2 separate regions of the Rattus norvegicus genome follow, and region 1 is linked to region 2. A link is a contact called in public Hi-C data. All regions are on one chromosome and are shown on one strand. The core of a region is the stretch at or near the end of the contact, and the rest is flanking DNA. Distances in the headings are between cores, read along the strand shown.

The links. A called contact is a pair of places that touch in the nucleus more often than the background predicts.
Region 1: a contact with region 2 is called in a Hi-C map of Schwann cells, with 8 times the contacts expected there. The contact joins the enhancer-like site here to the promoter of Hoxb7 in region 2. A contact is called at or near these places in 9 of 12 Hi-C or Micro-C datasets (the A7r5 cell line, Schwann cells, frontal cortex and 5 more).

What each region holds. Positions count from the first base shown.
Region 1 is chr10:82,340,100-82,344,620 of GRCr8, reverse strand. It overlaps Copz2 (COPI coat complex subunit zeta 2), which reads right to left. Exons shown (of 9, transcript NM_001108294.1): 9 at 2,662-2,989. The coding sequence ends at 2,942. Among named protein-coding and RNA genes, the nearest start is that of Mir152, 13 kb to the right of the region's middle. Within about 2 kb of position 2,295, at least 44 of the 93 cell types and tissues checked have an H3K27ac peak or open chromatin away from gene starts, as enhancers often do. A contact at or near this core is called in the A7r5 cell line and Schwann cells, where this site is marked.
Region 2 is chr10:81,746,230-81,750,547 of GRCr8, reverse strand. Hoxb7 (homeo box B7) reads right to left here and starts at 1,389. Exons shown (of 2, transcript NM_001017480.1): 1 at 971-1,389. The coding sequence starts at 1,370. Hoxb8 (homeo box B8) reads right to left here. Exons shown (of 2, transcript NM_001191649.1): 2 at 3,367-3,915. The coding sequence ends at 3,608.

The DNA.
Region 1 (4,521 bases), core at 1,046-3,545, 590 kb before region 2:
TGCCCCACCTTTCTGCCAGCCAATTAGAGGAAGGCAGGAGGACCACTGTGTGTGTGTGTGTGTGTGTGTGTGTGTGTGTGTGTGTGTGTGTGTGTGTGTGTGTGTGTGTGTGTGTGTGTGTTTGAGTTTGTACTTCCTCCTGTGTCCTCTGGCTAGGTGAGCCTACGTTCCTGAGGTCACAATTTCTGACCCAGTGCTAATTCAGTTGCAGGAAAAAGGGTGGCCCTAAAGCTCCTTTCCCGAACATGCTCAGAAGCTGCTGGGTCTTCCCTTACGGCACCGAGGGGCAAGACAAGGAAGGATGCTAGGAGTAAGGCAAGCCCTGGCTCGGAACCGCGGACGCCCTTCCCGAAATCCCTCAGGCTTTGTCCAGTAGTCGGGCTGATGAGGCTATCATCTGGGGAAGCTGGTGCAGCGGCCAAGGTGCCGGGCCTGCCAGGTCAGCCAGGCCTGCTGTCTAGGCGGCTCCAGCTGTATGCAGCAAGCGAGAGGTGGGCGGGAGACACGGTAGCCAGAAGACTGGAGCTGCAGACTTGGGGTCCTCTCTGCGCTATCCGTCATCTCCCCTTCCTCCAACCGCTGCTTTGCTAACCCCCTTCCTATGGGATCAGGGTAGCCTTTAGCCATAGCAAGCTAAGGGACACTTTCTTGTCATTCTTACTCATCTGTAGCCCAGCCTGATCTCAAACACAGTATAGTTAGAAAATGACCTTACATCGCTTCTCGGCCTTTTGGCTAAGATCAAGTGTAGAAAATGACCTTACATTTCTGATTCTCCAGCTTCTACCTCTCGAGAGACCAGATTATAGGCTTGTATGTTCCACACCCTCTGGGACCAAGTGTGAGTAAGAAATTCAGATATTGTAGGATAATGAGGAGGTTACTGTCTACAGAGCAGAAGCTGCCACACATAACTTGAGACTTTTAGGGCCTCAGTGTACTCCTTAATAAAAAGCAGACAGCAACCTATAGTTCGAAGAGTTGAGTGAGTCAGCTCTTCGTGAAGCTCCTAGCTTCTGCCTGGTGCTTCCCATTCCTATCCTCGCACAACTGAAATTGCAGGACCAAGCCAAGTCAGGAGGGGTTGCCAGGAAGCAGTTTACTCCTCCAGGCCTTGGCGCCATCCTAGGGAACATGGATGGAGCCAAGCTCTAAGGGTGGCCGAATATTTGAGCAGTATTTCCAAAGAACTTCCCATCACCACACAGGCCCCCTAATTCCACAATTTTATTGTGCCCTCTTTCCTCTCTCCCAGGGTTTTCTTTTTGCAACTGGGGGCTGTGTGCACAGCGACTCTGGAAAGACACTATAGTAAGCGTTTACAATGAGTAGATTTGCATCCCCGTATCTTCGCCAAGTTCTCTAATTACAGACGTAGTCAAATTCGGTATAAATATCTGGTCTGTTTTGTTTTGTTTTTAGGTAGTGTCTCACGCAACCTAGGCTGGTCTCCCACGCTCACGGCCTGGAAATGGCAACGACGGAGATAGGCTTTTATTAAGATCCAAGGCTCACCACTATTTTATTACAGCGGCTACCAAAAAGCTCTGAGTTGAGAGAGAAGTCACGGGAAGTCACGCGTGATGGTTGCTAAGGCAACGTACAGGCGCTGGTGTCAGAGATCAGGGAGAAACACCCGGAAGAGGGTCCGTTCCATCTCAGGGGCGGAGTTAATTAAGGCCTAGGACCCGGAGGCGTGCCCGTAGCATCCTCCAGGTGGCGCTGTAGGACCACGGATGCGGTGCGGGGGCGGAGCTTCCTGCTTCCCGACGTTCCTGTGGGGGGCGGGGGGCGGGGCGGGGCGGGGCGGGGCGGGGCGGGGCGTGGGAGCCAGCTGCTGAAAACTTCAAGGTATCCAAGAGGATGACACCCCACGCTGCTGTAAAAGAATCCGCGGCGTGGAGACGCCGAAAGCGTACGGGTCACAGAAAAACCGGGGGAAAGTTCAGAGACTGGGACTAGGATAGGAAGCGGGGATCGGGATGCTCAGAAAGTTTATTCATCTCCATCCTTGAGGTTTGTCGCCATGAATCTCCTCCGATGGTCGCCTCTCTGGCTACCCCTGTCCATCCCTCCCCCGACCCCCATCCTTCGCAGCTTCGTAGATACGCGGATGCTCTGCCCACACTCACAGTGGGCACCATTCGGTGCCTCCTCGCCCCCAGATAGCCAGCAAATTATAGGGCTCTACTGCCCAGGACCTGAGCCAAAATAAGAATTCCGCGGTCCCAGGCACGCCAAGGAAAATAGCTAAACAGTTCCTCGGTTTGTCAAAGTTAGCCTGACTCCCTTCCTTTCTGGAGGCTAGAAATGGAAAAAATGACTCAAGGAATCCTAGTGGAGCCTCCCTGTGGGTACTGTACACACAAAACGGGGAAGCCATCTTCGCTTCCCTTTTTCCTGGAAGAATATTATTATTCCTGTCATTGTTACCATGCCTCACCATCGTCTTTAACCGTTCAACCAAGCATGGAAACACCAGGCTATCAGTGTTGCACCCCTCCTTGTGTTAAATACATCCCTTTCCCTTGACCTATTCCAACGCCATTCACAGGTAACACACACACACACACACACACACACACACACACACACACACACATACACACACACACACACACACACGCTTACACACTCACTCCAAAGTCAAGAAAGGCAGTCTTTGGGGAAAAATTGGAAGTTTATTAAGTCCTAGGACTGAGATGTCAGAGGTCCAAGGGGAGGCAATTTTGCTGGTTCCCATGACCCCAGGGGCAGGCCGGGACGCTGAGCAAGGATGACAGAACTGGGGCCAAGCTTTTGGGTCTCAGAATCCCTGGCACGAGGCCTCAGGGAGAGAGGCCGGAGAAGGCAGGGTGGTCTCTCTTGCCTCTTGACATTTTGGGGCTTACGCAGGGACCGGCAAAGGTTCTCTGGGAAAGGAGCCTTGACTCCAAGGTCTTCATTTCAATAACGACCACTTAATTTGTTCCTTGGCTGACTGAAGAACCTGAGGTGAGAGATGTGAGAAATATTTGAAAAATATCAGTGATGCTTTATTGGAGGTCGACCAGGGCGCCTCCCGAGCCCCGGCCACTAGGTGGCAGCAGCTTGCCTCTTCTCAGTTTAAATGAGCCGAGGCTTTGGAGGATAGGGCCGGTCTAGAGGGCTTCTTCCAAACCCTAGCTGGCTACCTCCCAACTATGGGTGAGGCGGTGGCCCCTGCGTCCCCCAAGCCATATCAGGCCACAGTAGTGCCTCCTCACCGCGCCATCAAGCAAGCAGAGACTCGATCCAGGCAGGCTCAACCACGCCTGTGCTCAGATACTTGACACCTTAACAAACCCGTGGCTTTGATCGGGTGTGTTTTCAGCACCCCATCCCATTTGCTGATGTGGCAAAGCTGTCAGGTGTATCTGCCCCTACTGCCAAGAAAAACCTTCTCAGCCCAGCGTGTGCCCATACCTGTGCCACTGTGCACACAAGATGCGAACACATCAGGGACCACGGGACACTCAGACTGCCTCTCTGTGCATTAAGCCTCCCCCAAATTGTACACCCCACACTGTGTATCTCCCTTCTTGCTGGGAACAGCGAAGTTCCTGAATCTCTCCTAGGGAAGTCCTTTCTCCGCATTCCATTTTGTGTTCCTACTATAACCTTCGTGCTTATTTAAGATCTCCACTAACACTCAGACTTGTTGCCTATAAATCTCCTGGGAGTATGAGGCAGGAGGATAATGACTCCGAGGCCAGCCTGGTCTACAAACAAGACCCTAGTTGTCTTTATTCTCTGCTTATTTAGAAAAATAGGAATTGTTTCCTGAGTATGTATAACTTAACTTTTAGGCTCTTTTTTTTTTTTAAAGATTTATTCATTTATTATATATAAGTACACTGTAGCTGTTTTCAGACACACCAGAAGAGGGCATCAGATCTCTTTACAGATGATTGTGAGCCACCAAGTGGTTGCTGGGAATTGAACTCATGACCTCTGGAAGAGCAGTTGGGGCTCTTAACCACTGAGCCATCTCTCCAACCCTTTTTTTTTTTTTTTTTTTTTAAAGATTTATTATGTATACAGCGTTCCACCTGCATGTACACGTGCAGGCCAGAAGAGGGCATCAGATCCCATTACAGATGGTTGTGAGCCACCATGTGGTTGCTGGGAATTGAACTCATGACCTCTGGAAGAGCAGGCAGTGCTCTTAACCACTGAGCCATTTCTCCAGCCCCAACTTTTAGGCTCTTATCATAGAATAAATCATAGAACCATCTACACCATCTAGTTCTTTAAGCAAAACAATTTTACATTTATTTATTTAGTGTCTGTGTGTGTGTGTGTGTGTGTGTGTGTGTGTGTGTGTGTGTGTAGAGTGTGAATGCCGTGGTGCACACATGGAGGCAAGAAGACAACTTGTGGGGCTGGGGATTTAGCTCAGTGGTAGAGCGCTTACCTAGGAAGCGCAAGGCCCTGGGTTCGGTCCCCAGCTCCGAAAAAAAGAACCAAAAAAAAAAAAATTTATTCATTTATTATATATTA
Region 2 (4,318 bases), core at 140-2,639:
TGGCTCCCAAGACCATCTATCTTGGGGAAATGTAAAGGAACTGTGAGGAAGCTTTGAAGGAGACCTGGGGGAAGGAAGTCTTGGTGTCTTATGGTTCCTAAAGCAGCTGCTGGGTGGCTAAATCTTGATTTGGTTCCACGGAGTCCTAGCCCTCCCCGAAGTCCTCTTTCAGGAGTGATACCACCAAACTTGGCTGTTCTTCAGGGGCCCACGGAGCCCCAGGAAAGACACCTGAAAAAGCTATGGTCTCATGGGGCTCTTGCCAGCCTTCTAGCCCACCCTCCTAAGTCCACCAGGGGCAGGAGGGGTCAGTAGACTCATCGCTCTGGGTCTCAGACTAACTCCACCACTCTCTGGCTCTGCGTCCCTGGCTGGGTCCTCATTTCTTCTGTATCCCCCTCCTCCCGCCAGGCCTCTAGAGCCCACCTCTAATTGTCCTGATGGGAATAATGGGGGAGCGGGGTTGGCTAGAAAGGCAGGGGGAGGGGAGAATTGCTTAGCGCCATGGCCCCCTCCTCCATATCTTACCCAAGCTAGGGCTGGGGGAACACACCCAGAACTAAGCTCTCAAGCAGGGAAGGGGGTAGAGAGGAGAGAGACCCTAATGGCTATTCTCTGCAAACCCCAGCCTTCCTGGGCAAGACAAACGGCCTCGTCTCCAACCCGTGCCGGCGCTGCTGATAAATATTTAAAGCTAAAAGGCCCGGAGGAAGGGTTGGGGGCGGGCTGGGGGCTTTGAGCTCTTTGGCGTCGGCAAAAAGAGATCCTCCAGGGCCTTGAGAGCACCAAGCAAAACTGGGAGTGGGGGCGGCGCGCGTGGTCCCAGCCCAGACTTAAACGGCGTGGCTATGGCCGATCTGCAGTCGGGAGTAACCTGGACACAGAGAAGGGTGCCCTGGCCGGAAGGGAGCCCTTCTGGGGACTGTGGCCCGGACGTTGCGGCTCGGGACCGCTCAGAGCGCGGTGTTACCTGAGCTTCGCATCCAGGGGTAGATCCGGAAGTTACTCTCGGCCGCCAAGTCCGAGTCCCTCTGCTCCTTGGCGCCAGCCGCCTTGGCGGGGTCGCCCGGACACACCCCGGAGAGGTTCTGCTCAAAGGGCGCGCAGTGCATGTTGAAGGAACTCGGTTCGAGCCCGTAGCCGGCCTCATAGACGCCGGCCGCGCTCTGGCCCGCCATGCCCCCACCGCCGGAGTACAGACCCTGCACCGAGGCGGAGAAGGGGGCGCCCGGACCTGCTCCATAGCCCGGGCGCTGGGGGTTGGAGGCAAAGGCGCAAGAAGTTTGTTCGGGGAAGGCTCCTGGAGCGAAAACCGAACTTGCGGCTGGATATTTAGAAAATAAAGCATTCGCATAATACAATGAACTCATAATTTGGCCGGATGATTTGTAGTCAGGGACGTTTTAGTGTCGGTTTTACGAGATTCCTTGATATATTACAGAATTAGAGTCCAGATTTACACCAAAAGGACCCCCTTTTTCCTCTTCGGACCACGTGACCCCGGCCCACGTGATATCCCCTCGGCCAATGATATAACGGCCTCCCGGAGGCTCCCAGTAATGTGGAAAAAATTGTGTGGCATTGGATTTATAAAATATGATCAATAATGAATGGGAAGGCCGAGCTCTGCGGATTGGGGCTGGGGGCTTAAGGGCTGCTGTCGACCCCCGCGGGCTGGAGGCAGCTTGCAGGCGAGATTTGGGGAGGAAGGAATTGAGTGGAAGAGAAAATAAATAACCGCTGAGCGATCCGTGTTGTCATCCCCCACCCATTTCCCCCAGCCGGTTACAGAGCGAGAGACAGACGCAGGGATTGAATGTTCGTAACTGGGTGGGTGCGTGCTGGCCGAATATTTATTAATTCGGGTTAATTCACCCGAGCTGCTGCTGTTCTCCCAAGAGGAGGGATGAGGCGAGCCTGGCTTCCCAGTTGTCTCTCAGTGCCCCAGTTTGTAGTGACTAGATGTGATCAAGGCGTCCCTAAGGCAGGAATCCAACCCAATAGGCGTTGGACGCTGAGACTTCTTGTGACAATAAAAAGATATACAAAAAAAGAAGAACGGAATGGGAGTGGGGAGAGAAAGGAAGGGAGAAGGGAGGTTTAGGTCTGGCTCGCTGCTTTCCCGGTTCCGGAAGGCGGATGCCTCACTCGGTGGAGCGTGGCTGCCAGGAAGGCAGAGGCAACGAAGGAAGGAAGGCTGCAGCAAGCCGCGGCCTAGAAACTGGGAGAAAGTGGCGACGTCCCAGAAAGGGGAGGTAGGGAGGAATCTCTTCCCTCTGCTCCTGCTTCCCCAACCTGAGTTCAAGAAAAAAAAATGGAAATATAAACTCAGAAGCCTCCCACTGCATCTTTCTCACCACCCCCCCGTAAGCCCCCTCCCCCAACACACAGAAGGAAACAAAGAGCAAAGCGGCAGGGGACACTAGCCACCAGCCTGGGCACATCACTTCTCCAGAGAGGCCTGGGCGCTGGAGTCTCCCCGGCCCCTCAGCCTCGGAACGCAAGGGGAGGGGGTTTCTCTTGGCTCCCCTCCCTCGATCCTCTCTCCTCCAATCACGTTCAGCCGCCTCCCTCACCCCCTGCGCCCCTGGGCCCAGGGACTCGCACCACCTGCTTCCAGCCCCCGCCCCCTCTTCCCAGGGACCTAGCCTAGGCCAGCCCTGGAGCCTGCTGACCAGCTCCCCCCACCCGCAGCCCTGCGCCTAAGAGCGAATGGGGAGCGGCCGCCCGGACCAGTCTCGGGTTCTCGCTTGTAAACTTTATTGTAACTCTTCCGCCCTTTTCAGGCGCAGACAACAGAACAAAGTATAGAGGAACAACAAAATATATAATTAGCCCTCCCTCCCCCCCCCATAAAGCAATTCACAGATACAGGATACATTCTCTTCACAGTAAACCTAAGAACACTTTTAACAATTGCTTACAGCGCGCATGCTAACTAAAGTAATCTCTTTTGAGAAACACTTAAGACAAAATTGTCAAACCAAAGGGAGTGGGGCGGGGGGGGGGACAGGAGGAAAAGAGAGAAGCAAGAGAGAAAGCCAGCTAGGGAGGGCAGCGGGGAGAGGGGGTTGCGAGGAAAGATGTGGAGACGGTGAGAGAAAGAGAGAGAGAAAGAGAGAAAGTGAGAGGGAGACAGAAAGAATTACGGCGTGAATAGGCAGTTTCATGTTGTTGGGAAAACTTAGCAGAAATCGGTACCTCGGTCATTACAAAGAAGCACGTTCAAAGGAAAAAGACCATTGCACAAGGAGGCTTTTTTTTACAAGGGGCGGGGGCGAGGGGATTCTGCCAGGCCGCAGTCGATCACCCTCGCAGGACGAGGGAGTCCTTGCTTAAAATCCTTTTCTTTTTTCTTTTTTTTCCCCCTCGGACCCCCAAGAGAAGGGAAGGAGATCCACGGTAGCTCACACACAGAAGCTATTACGAGATACTACCACTAGCGGGGACTGGCGCGGCGGGGGACGCTGCGGTGGGAGGCCCAGCTCCTGGCTCCGCTCGCGGGGCCGGAGCTCTCGGAGGCGGGGGGCGGGCGGCGGCGGCGTGGTCGCGGGAGGGACCGGCGGACGTGCGGGCTAGTCCGGGCCCGAGCAGTCCCAGCTGGAGCCTACTTTTTGTCACCCTTCTGCGCATCGCCCTGCTCGGCGGTCTCTGGCGCCCGCTCCAGCTTCTCTTTCTCCAGCTCCTCCTGCTCGCATTTACTGCTGGGGAACTTGTCTTTGTTGTTCTCCTTTTTCCACTTCATTCTCCGATTCTGGAACCAGATTTTGACCTGTCTTTCTGTCAGTCCCAGCGCGTGCGATACCTCGATCCTCCGCTTGCGAGTCAGATAGGGATTAAATAGGAACTCCTTCTCCAGCTCCAGGGTCTGGTAGCGGCTGTAGGTCTGGCGGCCTCGCCTGCGTCCGGCGGCTGCTGGGAATGGGGGAAAGGACGAGACAGAGGGGAGGATGGGGGAGGGGGCAGAGACAGAGAGTTGGAAGATTCGTGAACCAGCCTAGAGACCAGGATAATAAGGGCAGGGGACCCTTATGCGGGGGCGGGAGGGGGAGCGCGGAGGACGCGGTCAGCGGGGGAGGGGAGGCGAGAGGGGGGAACTAGACAGCCCTGAATCTGCAGGGCTCATAAAGGAGGAGCCCCTTCCTCTGGTAACTAGACCCAGAATAGGGGGTTCAGATATAGTAAAAGTGCATAAAGTTTAAGGGGATGAATGTGGTGGTGGGGGGGGGAAGTAAAAATAAAAAGCCAGAGTGGGGACCACGAACCCACCTTGAAAAGCCCCCAGAGCCTCTGCCCCAGAAGAAAAGTTTCTTCAGGG